2 separate regions of the Cricetulus griseus genome follow, and region 2 is linked to region 1. A link is a contact called in public Hi-C data. All regions are on one chromosome and are shown on one strand. The core of a region is the stretch at or near the end of the contact, and the rest is flanking DNA. Distances in the headings are between cores, read along the strand shown.

The links. Hi-C and Micro-C count contacts between places; a contact is called where the count stands out from the background.
Region 2: a Hi-C map of the CHO-K1 cell line shows a contact between it and region 1, with 2.8 times the contacts expected there. The contact joins two enhancer-like sites. A contact is called at or near these places in 3 of 8 Hi-C or Micro-C datasets (the CHK-Q cell line and the CHO-K1 cell line).

What each region holds. Positions count from the first base shown.
Region 1 is chr4:63,446,428-63,449,633 of CriGri-PICRH-1.0, forward strand. No RefSeq gene overlaps it. Among named protein-coding and RNA genes, the nearest start is that of Tp63, 130 kb to the left of the region's middle. Within about 2 kb of position 1,579, at least 2 of the 6 cell types and tissues checked have open chromatin away from gene starts, as enhancers often do. A contact at or near this core is called in the CHO-K1 cell line, where this site is marked.
Region 2 is chr4:63,587,994-63,591,199 of CriGri-PICRH-1.0, forward strand. The region is part of intron 3 of Tprg1 (tumor protein p63-regulated gene 1 protein); the gene reads right to left. Among named protein-coding and RNA genes, the nearest start is that of Tprg1, 69 kb to the right of the region's middle. Within about 2 kb of position 1,553, at least 1 of the 6 cell types and tissues checked has open chromatin away from gene starts, as enhancers often do. A contact at or near this core is called in the CHO-K1 cell line, where this site is marked.

The DNA of each region.
Region 1 (3,206 bases), core at 329-2,828:
CAAAACCTCAAAAAATTGTAAAAGATAGTAAAAGGGGAAAATGCCCTGCTACTTATAAAAGATTTTTACTCAGTAATTGGAAGGTGGCAGCCAGTTAATGCATAATGATTCTCATTAACAGCAGTGCTGGGCTTGCTCTTCTGTATTTCACTCTGGTATCTTTTCAATGTATCTGTTCAAATTTAGAACATGATATAATAGCATTATATCCAGGATCAGTATAAAGCAAGTGAAACTGAGTAAAAAGATTTAATATTTGAACTTACAATGCAAAAATAAAAGAAAGAGAAAAGTGAGAATACTATATTTCCACCCCTCTAACCACCCACAGAAATATAAGTTTGGAAGGGCAACGGACTGGCCCAGGTTTCTAGAAAAAGGAAATCACAGTTCTATTTTTCTCTTAGAGTCAGGGTCTCCAAAATCAGATTCAGGTTTTCTAAGATGAAGGGTTTTATCCTTTGCAAATCAGGTAAGAAGACCCATGAAGTTTACCAGTGAGAAGCAAGGAGTCCTGCCAAAATTCCAACCAGCTCTGCACAGTTTCTGGGCATCCGCCGAGGGCCAGGGCCTATGCCAAGTGTTCTGGGGCATAGAGTTGAGTAAGTCATGGTCATTGCGCTCACATTCAGTGCTGAAAGCAGGGCCACGCACAAGCAACCGGATTCCAAGGCCGGCTGCGATAAGTGTTATCTTAGATCCGTGGAGGAGACAGGTCACACGACTGGAATAGCATGAAGTCAGGCCTGAGGCTGAGGGCATGCTGTTATTTAGGAACCCTATCAGGTTCATCTCACCACTTGGCAATGACCCCCAAGCCCTGCAGTTTCTTGTCCTGGGTGTGCTGGCTCAGGGCGCTTCTACCCTAAGGCTACTTTTTGGATTTTGAGGGTGTCTAATGACAGCTGAGGAAAAAGCCTTGTTCCACTTTCTTTTTAAAGTACTGTTTTCTAAGCTCACTGGGACTATGAAGGAATGGCCCACTTAGAGGTACCTATCTCTCCTCTCTCCTAGCATGTCACTAGAGGGGCCAAAACCTGGAAACCCATCTTTTTAACCGCACAGAAACTGAATGAAGCCCCAAATATGTACTTAAACCCATTGTTTTTGCCCTAGCTGTTTGTGTGCCTTTTTCTTATCAGGACTGAACAGTGCCAGCAGACAGGGACCCTGTGACCTACCACTTGATCTCCTAGAACACCTCCCCAAAGTTTCTGCAAGTGAAACTTCACTGGAACTGAACTCAGCCTTGTTGCCACTCCTTTAGCTCTCGCCGGCTTCCAAGGGGCTGCCGAGTTTTCCAAAGGGCATTTGAGCCTGAATTTAAAACTGAAAGGGGGCCATCTCTATGCTGACTCTCTGAACTCCCTGCAACCTTAAGCACAATAACGATCTCTGTACTTATAGCTTATAAATGATTGTTTCTACAGAACAAAAAGATAAACCCATGCTTGCCATGTCACAGTTCCACGATGAAGATCTATTTGAACAGAAGGCAAACTGAAGCTGAGCAGCGCTCCACCCCAGACTTGTTCTGAGGCAGTACTGACCTCTATGGCTGACTACGATATGAGTCAGATAGATGCCTGCGGTGAAACTGAGACGCAAATGAACTACTGTGGCTTTGCAACGGGTAGCTCTCTGATGTGAAGAGATCCAAGGGAGCCACAGGTTTGGGCTTCTACTCGTGGTTTCCAAACCAAGCAGAGTTGAAGGAAAGTATTCACGGAAGGTTTCCCACTCTTTGCTCTTCACTCTTCATTGCAGGCTGCTCTTGTTCAGTGGCTTGTTTGCCCAGTCACCTCATAACAGAGACAGTGGATCGTCAACCCAGGAAGAAAAATTGAGCTGAAGATTCAGCTCATCTCTCACTTATCTAGTTGACTCTCACTTATCCATAGTGTCCATGAAGTTCAATGTGATCCACAGCCTCTTTGGCATTCTAGCCCTGGCAACAGGTGCCTTTATAATTTGACCCCACAAATGGTTTTCTTTCATGTCTTCTGCAGCTAATCAATAGTCAAGTCCAAGAGACTTTCTGCTTGCACGATAGATTTAACACTATAAAATTTAGATCTCACCATCATTTACTTGGACAATTATTGTAACATTTCTTTTCCCATGGGGTTCAGAAGAGACAGGGTCTCATGAAGCTCAGGTTGACCTTGAGCTCACTGTACAGCTAAGGTTGACCTCCACTTCCAGGTGCTCCTGCCTTTACCTCTTAAACTCTGAAACTAAAAGTGTGTTCCACCGTAGCTGGCATGTTTTATTGTGTGCCTCCTGAGCTGCATCATAGGCTCATATTCCTTTCTATCCATGTCACACCTCTGTTCATACCCACTGAAGGGACTCCTGCTAGCCCTCACCCATGCCTTTTTCTAAACACTGGTGCCCAAGGCGTTCTGCAATGCCACGTCTTCAACCAAATCCCACATCTTCAACCAAATCCCACATCTTCAACTATTGTAGGTGTATTGTTTTTCCAGCTGTGTGAACTGTGTGTTATTATCCAAACCTGTCCCCACATATACACATGCCCTTGAACCATTGCTCACTCAGTACAACTCTCCTAATTTTCCATGTTTCATTAAAACTTCACTCCATTTTCCAAAATACAACCTAAATAAGAGCTCCCCCATTACCCATTGATTAGATGAGATAGCTGTCATTTTCTGATCACCACGGGCTGTTGTATTTTCTTCCTGGGGGAAAGGCATTGATTGAATGTCAACTAATTTCATCAGGTATATAGTTAGGGTAGACTCTCAGTAATGAGGGCCTTATTTTTCTCATGGGCTTGGTCATTGGTGGATGAGAGGGAACTAGGCTAGACCAGAAGAAAACGGGGAACAGTGGTCAGTCAAGTTGAGAGAAAATAGGTAGATCAGTGGCCAAACAGCTCTGTCAAGCACATTCTGGGCATTCGTGTGTCAAAGCCACTGCTGGTATTACATTTCTCATCCTAGCTCACCTGTCAATATGCATCACAGGGGAGTTCAACAACAGAAAAATACCTCAATAGCAGCGTGGGTGCAGTGGCATGACACTGGGGCGTCTCAAAGAAAAGTCAGTCATAAAAGAGGAGGCAGAACTCCAGGGCCAGCTTAGATATTGTATGTAGCCTCCATTCTTTTATTTCATCTGGGAGGCAGCCAGCTATAGCATGGCTACCCTTCATTGACTTTCATAGAAAAAAAATGTGT
Region 2 (3,206 bases), core at 303-2,802, 140 kb after region 1:
ATCAGAGTCTAGTCCTGTTTCAATGGCTTGCAACACTCTACTGTGCATGAGGATGTGGACCACATCTGAGTCTAGTCTGCCTCCCTCTACTGTGCATGAGTATGCAGACTGAATTAATCTGGTCCTACTTCATTGGCTTGAAGCATTCTACTGTGCACAAATAGATGGACTACATCAGGACAGGTGTCCTGGAAGGGACTTTCCACCTCAGCCTCCAGAGAGGCTGCACAGTGTCTCTAGAATGGGACTCTATACAACATGGGCCAGTTGGTCATAGGTCCAGGTCTTCCAGACCCTGTGAGATAATTCATAAGCCAGTGCCCAGCAGCATATTCTCGATGAGTGTGAAACTAGTTTTGTAAGAAAACAATAAAGTTTAAGAAAAAGCAAGACCTGTGAAAGGGAGCAAAAGGATTTGGAGAAAGGGAGGAATGGGCAGGTCATTTTATCTAGTTTAGAAGAAATATTGGCCCAAAGTTAGGAGACCTGGACAGAACTGCTTCTACACACATCCTTGTAGCACCTGGCTTTGTTCAATCCCACTGGCCATGCTATACAGTCACAGGAGGGGCTGGCTCCAAACACCTTGTTTTCATTATAGCCTGAAAATGGCTGTGGATAAATGTGAAGTGTTAGCCACTCTACCCTGTTCTTTACAGATCTTACCCAAGTTTCAGGTTTGAATACTGGCTTTACTTGCCCACTCTGTGACCTAAACAAGTAATGTAGTCACTGCCTGTCTGACTTTGTCTCCTTTTTAAAAATGAGAGAGTAAGCTACCTTGTGAGAGTTACAGTGAAGATTAAACAAACCCTGAGGTAATGATATCTGGCCACCCTTGGTGTTCATAATGTCATTAATTGAGTGGCAGGCATAGGCACTGTGACCGCTCCTCACCTGCAGCCTTCTCTCTTGGCTCTCAGGAGCCCACCCATCCCATCCTTTGTTGTTTATAAGAGAACTGTTGCAAACGTCTGCTTTGTAGTAAGGAAATGCTAAATGTACTCAGCTACTCCCCACTAAAACAGTCATTAAAAAGTAAAGCACTTTAATTTCACAGCATCAAACATTCCCAATAAATCATATTGTAGAAAAGTCTTGTCTTATTCATTAATTTCTATTACTGATAAGAAATGATACCTTGGCTTTTTGAAAGAAAATAACTGAATAGAACCCGAGAGCCATGTGGGAGGCATTTCAAACTTAAACTCTAGCAAAGCTGAAAGCCATCAAATGGGTCTGGAAATTGTTACCCGCCACTCACTTTCAGGACATTTCTTGCATTAAAGAAAAACTGGCACAAACACAAGGCACGAGTGTTTTATTTAAAAAAAAAAGAGGGGGGGACTTGTAGCTACAGTATCACCAATCTTTAATAATTAATATATAAAATTTCTGGTAGTTTAAATGATGGGCTAGGTCATGAAGACCCAGTACACAAATTTGCCATGCGAGTGGGTTGATTTAAAGTTTCCTTTTCAGATATGCACAGTTTACTCTGTAATAACAATAAAAGAGAACCACAAATTCCACACATACAGCATCACCCCTTCTGAGCCAGCCCCAGCATGCCAGACTCCAGAGCACTTAAACCCACACACCAAGAGTTTAACTTGAGTTTGGCTGGGGGACTTGGACAAGACTTTCACTATTCAGAGACAGAAAATATTAATTATCAGCAAGTCTGTCATTATCGTCCCATCCCCCTCGCTGCAAACCCTCATCTTACCTATCTGTTCCTTCCCCCTCCAGCCAACAAAAACGAAAAGCAGTGATTTGCTGAGTAGATTGTGGTTTTACTCAAAAAGAAAAAGGGACCAGCTGTGTGTGCCTGCTCGGAGGAATCAAAACAAGGAGGAGGGGAAAGTGGGTCTCGGAGTGCTTCAGGCAACCTGTAGAGAGGCCAGAAAACATCATTTCATTAAAGCCAGCTACCAATGACAGAAATAGAGGAGGACGGACAGGAAATGAAGAATTGAGAGAGGAAGGAGAGAAAACTAGAGGAGGAGAGGAAGAAGGAGGGAGGGACACAGGGAGAGAAAAGCTAAGGAGAGAGAAGATCTGAGAGAAAAAGAGGAGATGGAAAAGAACGAGAAAAACAAAACGTGTAAGACCTGGCCCATGGCACCCTCTCCCCCACTCTCTCTGACTCCTTAGCTGCATGTCCAGGCAGATACAGTGTTTGAAGAGAGTATGGAAGCAGAAGCCAACAATGGCCTAGCTTGCTGAAAGAACCGACAAACGCCCACAAGATATGACTTCACGAGCCCCTGGATGACCCACCACCCAAAATAACACAGTGCATCCACTGGCTGAGACAGAAAATTCCATACTTCCTGCTTCATGTTTTTGGACAGGGATGTGATGTCTGTTGACATCCCTTGTGTGAGAGGACTCAGCCAGCCTGCGTTTGAACCCACTTTAAAAAGCGTAGGTGTCTTTCCTGGGTAATAGTTTGGACCTGGGAAGAAAGGAGAAACAATGAAACTAGCAGATATCTAATCTGGAAAATGGGTCAAACTAGGAAAAAACAGTTATTGAGAACAAAACATAGTTGTCTAGGAAGCAAAGAGCCCTGAAAACCATGCCGGGGAGGGTTTGGCTTGCATTCAGAAACACAGAATGGTGAAAAATACTAATTACCTTTTGATTTTATATTTGTAAAATTATACCATATAATTAAGATATCAAAAATCACAATGTGTCTGTCAGTCTGTCTCTTGCATTCTCTCTCTCCGTCTTACACACACACACACACACACACACACACACACACACACACACACACACACACACACACAGAACTCACACGAACACAGCTCATGAGCTTGTTGGCCCAACAGCTCCAACAGCTAAGTGTTCATTTATATTTGGCTCTCTCTTCCGGCTTTGCTATCTCTACATGCTACCCATGTTTATTGTCACGATAACACGACAGATGAAGCTTTACCAGGTTTCACACACAGAGCCAATAATGTAGAATAACTTCCCATTGGGGAGAAAGCAGTGAAGAAAAATGTCTTTAACTAGCAGCCTTTCACTTATGTGAGAAGTAATATTGCATACTCATTAGCAACACAGATTTGGGGCCTTGAGTCTTGAGTTGAATTAAGCCCAGGTCTACCAGCTAGTAACTGTGTTTCCTCAGACTAGCTACTTAACCTCTCTGTTCATCAGTTTCCTCATTTGTAAGATGAATTTAAAAT